2 separate regions of the Rattus norvegicus genome follow, and region 1 is linked to region 2. The links are chromatin contacts, called in public Hi-C maps. All regions are on one chromosome and are shown on one strand. Each heading gives the region's core, a stretch centred on a gene start, on an enhancer-like site or on the middle of the called end of the contact. The rest is flanking DNA. Distances are from core to core; before and after follow the strand shown. Region 1 holds the start of Grhl2 (grainyhead-like transcription factor 2). Region 2 has its middle 110 kb from the start of Grhl2.

Region 1 (2,700 bases), core at 144-2,643, 110 kb after region 2:
TGTTGTTATCTTAAAAAAATAAAAATGTGAAAGTCATTTGCTAAGAGTGGAAATAAGGAACAACCAAACCTAGTCCCGTAATTTAATCCCCCCAAACCATGTGACCTGCAAAAGTTTTAATACAGAAGTTGTGTCAGGCCTGACAGCTTCGGCGCTCCAGTGCTGACTTGACATAAGACGTGGCAAAGCTCTCCAAACCCTCCTGTGTTTCCACAATCCGCACGGATAGGCTAGGTCCCTGTCAGAACTTCCACAAGCGATTATAAAGTACATCAGGCTACTTCGAACTGTTCCGGAGCAGAAGAGAAAACCACACAAACAAGTCAGTTTCATCCTGCGTTGTTCCCCTGGCAACCATATTAAACTGCAAGGATAAAAGCGCCTTTGTAGTAGCTGCTTCTATTGAATTACAATGTAAATGTTGATGCTTGCCTAGAAATGTCAACCGGCGACAGGCTTATGGAACAGATGCAGTAGTTGTTCCGCAGTGCAGGAATCCCAGTCTGCGGAGAGATGCAAAAGGTGCGCCCGGGCCATCTTAAGAGTCTCTTCAACCGAATCTCCTTTCTCCATCAAAGCCTCGCCGCACTTCATAGATCCAGCTCAGGAAAGGTCGCTCGACTGTTTGAAAACTGAAAACGACCTGCTATCTTCTATGCATCAGAGCACGAGAAGAGTTTGTTGTGGATAAGAATGCTAACAATGCAATTACGCAAGAGACCCGGCAATCTCTGTTTCTTTCCCACTCTTAGCATAGCGTAACTCTAGCTCCCTGACTCTTCTGCCCGTCACTCAGTTCTCGTCCAGCGGGTGTCAAGTGGCAGGTGGTGAACTGGCCATTTGGTTCCGGGTGGCTTGTTGATTCCTGGGTTCAGCCCTCGATCGTCCTTCGGTTTGACCCGCAGTACCTAGTGTCTGCAGGCGGTGCTCCCTGCTCCTTCTCTCCCATCACCTCTACCCCAGCCCCTAGTCAGGGAAGAAAGTCGAAAGTGGGTAGAAGTCAGCTCGCAGAGTCTCCAGCGTGTCACCGCTCCACTCAGGTAAACTTCACAGTGAGTGACCTGCACTTGGAGAAGGGCCTTACCTGAGCGCGCCTCTACCAATGGCAGCTCACCTGAGGGAGCTCCGTAGCCAATCACCGCGCAGCTCGGCCCTCGGGCTTGTACCCTTTAGTGAAAGAATTCAGCGCCTTGCGAGAAAGTTACCTGTGGCCGCCCAAGTCCGCCACTTTGCGCTCTGTGTCTGCCCATTGCCGCGATCCGGGAGGACTCCGCGCCGCCGGGCCGCCTCCGAGCGCGGGCCCCATGTGAGGGCTCCCTCCCCCCCATCCCACCTTTCCGGCTAGGTGAGGGCGCGAGCGAGCGGGCGAGCGAGAGTGGTGAGGGGGGACGAAAGCAGAATTACCTGTAGCTCTTGTTCTGCCATCTCGGGCGCTCTCACACACCTTCACCTGCACAGACTTGAAAGTCCAGTTTCACCAGAGGCTGAGGCTCCAGGAAAAGGGGAGCGAGTTCATTGGATCAAACATGTCACAAGAGTCGGACAAGTAAGTGGGTCGCACGCGCCGGCGGCGGCTGCCGCTGCCCCTTTGGGCTGATGGCAACTGGTTTGTTATTTTTTTTTTAAGTCGCTATTGTTGGATTTTGGTTTTGTATTTTTTTCCTCTCTTTTTATTTTTTTCTTCTTGATGGATCCAGACCCTCTAGGATTATATTTCTACCCTGATTCAGGGAAGAGACCCTACACGAACGTGAATGTTTAATACTTGTTTTTGGGCCTTGCTAGTAAACGTGGGTTTTCTTTGCTTCCTCCCCGACGAATGAGCTCAGCTCCCACTTCCCCGACCGGACGGACCCTTGGGCACTGATTGAGGTTTTGGCAGATGGTGGCGGGAGGCCTGTAGTTATTCCCTTGCCTGGAGGTGCTCCCCAGCCTCAGATTTCCTGGGCCATTTGGAAGTTCAGTAGACTTCCTTCGATTAGGCCAAAGGGCCTGCTGGAAAAGCGGTCTGGGCCGCTTTTGTGTGCTCTCAACAAAGGGCTTTTATGCGATTGCAGACACGGCCATCTTCCCCACTGCGGCGACCTGGGGTGCATGTGCACCCCAGCGCGGGTCCCCGACGGGACGGAGGCGCGGGCAGGCCGCGATGGCGGGTCCCTGTGTGTGCTTGCTTTTCGTTCCCTCCCGCCCCCCACGCAGTGTCCAGCCACCTCGCGCAGGTGTGGGGCAGGACCTCTCGGGAGTGGGGACTGATTTTGAGGTCGGGTACGAAGGGGCGCCCACACTTAGGCTGGTCTCCCTGCGCCCCGACGTCGTTGGCTCGTACGCGTCCGATGACCGCGCGGCCCACACTTTGGAGGCCGCCACCTCGGGCTTGGGGCTCAATCGGCCTTCGCAAGGGCTGTCGATGGCAGAGGGATGGGGGAGGACAGTGGTGCACGGGGACTCTGGGTTCTCCGCGTCCTCGATCGGAGTTCTGGACTGCCGGGGAGCCGCGTGAGCCGCGGGGCGCGGGGCCTGGTCCGTTGCGGTCCCCGCCTTGGGGACGGCTTTGTGCGAGCCGGGGGAGGTGGGGCCGAGGGCGGGAGCGGGAGGGAGCGGGAGGTGGGTCCCGCTGCCCTCCTTCCATTCGGTGGCGACACTTCCTTCCCCCTCCTCCCGGGGCGTCCTAGGCCGGGAACTGGTTACGTCCTATTGGAA
Region 2 (2,700 bases), core at 105-2,604:
GTGTGTGTGTGTGTGTGTGTGTGTGTGTGTGTGTGTGTGTGTGTGTGTGAGAGAGAGAGAGAGAGAGAGAGAGAGAGAGAGAGAGACAGAGACAGAGACAGGGGAGAGAGACAGACAGACAGAGATACAGAGAGAGACACATTGAGATTGATTTAGAGCTCTCAAATAGAAACCTCTTTAAAAATCAACTTGCCCTAGGTTTCTATGCGGACTGCCAGCCATTCAGGTCGTATTGTGACTTAAATAGATACTTTTCAATAGCGGTAAGACATGAGAGCACAGTTCAACCTCAGCACTGTTGACATTTGGGGCTGGAGAATACTTTGATGTGGAGAGCTGTGCACTGTCAGATATTCAACCACTATTCTGATCCCCACCTACAGTAGCACCCCAGCATGTTACCACCGCTAAGCATGCCTCCAGCTTTTGACAAAGGTCTCATGAGGGCCACCCCAGCTCCCTGATTAAAATCGCTGCTGAGAAGGAACAGAGTTCTTGAGGAAAGAAGAGATTTTGTTTGCTTGCTTGCTTGCTTGTTTGCTTGTTTTGCAAGACAGGGTTTCTCTATGTAGCCCTGGCTGTCCTGAGGCTTGCCCTGTAAACCAGGTTGGCCTCAAAATCAGACATCATGAGTGCTGGGATTAAAAGCGTGGACCATCCTCCACCCAGTTTAGGAGAAGAAATTTCAAAGCAGACAACGTGGAAGCTCTTAGGCCTGGTTACTACTGATACCCCATTTGCATCTCCGACTCAAACTCCACTGTCCTTTTAACTTTTGTTTGCTTGTTTATTTGGTTTGTTTTTAAGATAGTCTCACGATGTAAGCCAAGCAGACCATAAATTGACAGCCATCATCCTGACTCAGCTTCCTGAGTGCTAGGATTTCAGGCATGAGGCAGCAAAACTTCCTGTCGCAGAGATGAGAGACACGCGCATGCTCTGCATGGAAGCTGCCTTCTTCTCAGCTCTTACTACTTCCAAAATATGAAATGTTATACAGTGTAGATTATCCTGAGACTCACCCCCACTGTCTAAGTGACTAGGCTAAAGAGCCCCACCCCTACATCCTTATTCCCTCCTCCCAGCCCTGTTTCATCAAGATAACGGATCTCAGTACCGCTGTGTGAGAGGATGCAGGCAGGGGAGCCGCCCCAGGGTGCAGTCCCCGGCCCAGCTCCCGCTCGCCCGAAGCTGCCCCGCACCCCACGGGCCGCCATCTTGCGGTGAGACGAGCCATGTAAACAAAGCTGGGAGCTGGGCTGGGATTTAACGGGGGATGTGTGCCGGCTTCCAGCGCTCCTCCGCCCACAAGCCTCAACCACTGTACAAACTGAGCATGACTGTTTGCTTAGTGGCTTTATTGACTCAGGTCCCGCCTCCCGGGCAGGTGGCCTGGCGGCCACTGCGTCCTTGTTCCGCCTGGCTCTCCCCCAACGCCACCGCGGCCTCCCTGCTGAGGCGGCCTTTCTTTATTTCACTTCAGACCTTTGAAGAGTCAGGCTATCAGCTGACTCAGGTGTACTATTTCATTTTTAAACAGGCATTATTCGCTCTGGTCGGTATTTTCAGCTAGCAGAGGGTTTGTTGTGTAACAGGTACTTTTTCCTGGTCCCAGTTGAAGAACGTTTGGCTGAACTCTGCGGGGTTGCCCTGGCTCTACAGCGTTAACTCTTTGTGACCCCGGGGCTTTATTTGTCAGTGGCTTCCAAAGAGACCTAATGGGTCATTAAGATGGGCTACAGACCATCTTCTAACCAGCCAGGAAGCCTGGCTTCACTGCGGATTAGGCACAAAGTGACAGCTTTGAAAAAAAAGGAAACACTGAAAAAAAGATTTTCCTCGTTCATCAGGACAAAACTGTCAATTATTATATCGCTTTCTGATGTGCCTTGCTAGACAGGGAAAGGGAGGGCCAGAGAGGTGGTGTGGCTTGCTCTCAGTCCCGGAGTGACTGCAGGCAGAGCATGAAATGGAGCTCAAGTCTATATGGTTCTAAACCCAGTCACGCCTCAGCTTTCTATGACAGAACACTATATTCTGCCACTCATATCTGAGAAAAGGGAACCTCACCAGACCCCAAGTCAGGCACTAGCTAGCCCATGGGGTGTTACGGGTAGTGTGCTGCGCGTCTGCCCACAGTCAACTGGCAGTTTCTGAGCAGTGTGGAATGATAATTCTCTCTTCTCTGTGCCAGAACTGCCCTTGCACAACTCCCTTAATCTTCCTTGTCAGAGAGTTGAATTCGTGTGGCACACACATAGTAACATGCACCCCGTACACAAATCGGTATGTATGTATGTATGTATGCATGCACAGACCTACACTTCGACCATATGTACCCATGCCTTTTTAAAAGAGTAGCCTGTTACTTTTTTATTTTATTTTATTTTTTTTTCCGGAGCTGGGGACCGAACCCAGGGCCTTATGCTTGCTAGGCAAGCGCTCTACCACTGAGCTAAATCCCTAACCCCTGTTACTTTTTTTAAAAAGGATTTATTTATTATACACACTGTAGCTGTCTTCAGACACAGCAGAAGAGGGCATCAGATCTCATTACAGATGGTTGTGAGCCACCATGTGGTTGCTGGGATTTGAACTCAGGACCTCTGGAAGAGCAGTCGGTGCTCTAACCACTGAGCCATCTCTCCAGCCCGTACCCATGCCTTCGTATACATGCGGTGCACATTCACACACATGCAC

What was found. Hi-C and Micro-C count contacts between places; a contact is called where the count stands out from the background.
Region 1: a contact with region 2 is called in a Hi-C map of mammary epithelial cells, with 3 times the contacts expected there. The contact joins the promoter of Grhl2 here to the enhancer-like site in region 2. A contact is called at or near these places in 3 of 12 Hi-C or Micro-C datasets (frontal cortex, hepatocytes and mammary epithelial cells).

The regions. Positions count from the first base shown.
Region 1 is chr7:70,284,117-70,286,816 of GRCr8, forward strand. It overlaps Grhl2 (grainyhead-like transcription factor 2), which reads left to right and starts at 1,394. Exons shown (of 16, transcript NM_001134527.1): 1 at 1,394-1,546. The coding sequence starts at 1,527.
Region 2 is chr7:70,178,202-70,180,901 of GRCr8, forward strand. No RefSeq gene overlaps it. Among named protein-coding and RNA genes, the nearest start is that of Grhl2, 110 kb to the right of the region's middle. Within about 2 kb of position 1,355, at least 63 of the 93 cell types and tissues checked have an H3K27ac peak or open chromatin away from gene starts, as enhancers often do. A contact at or near this core is called in hepatocytes, where this site is marked.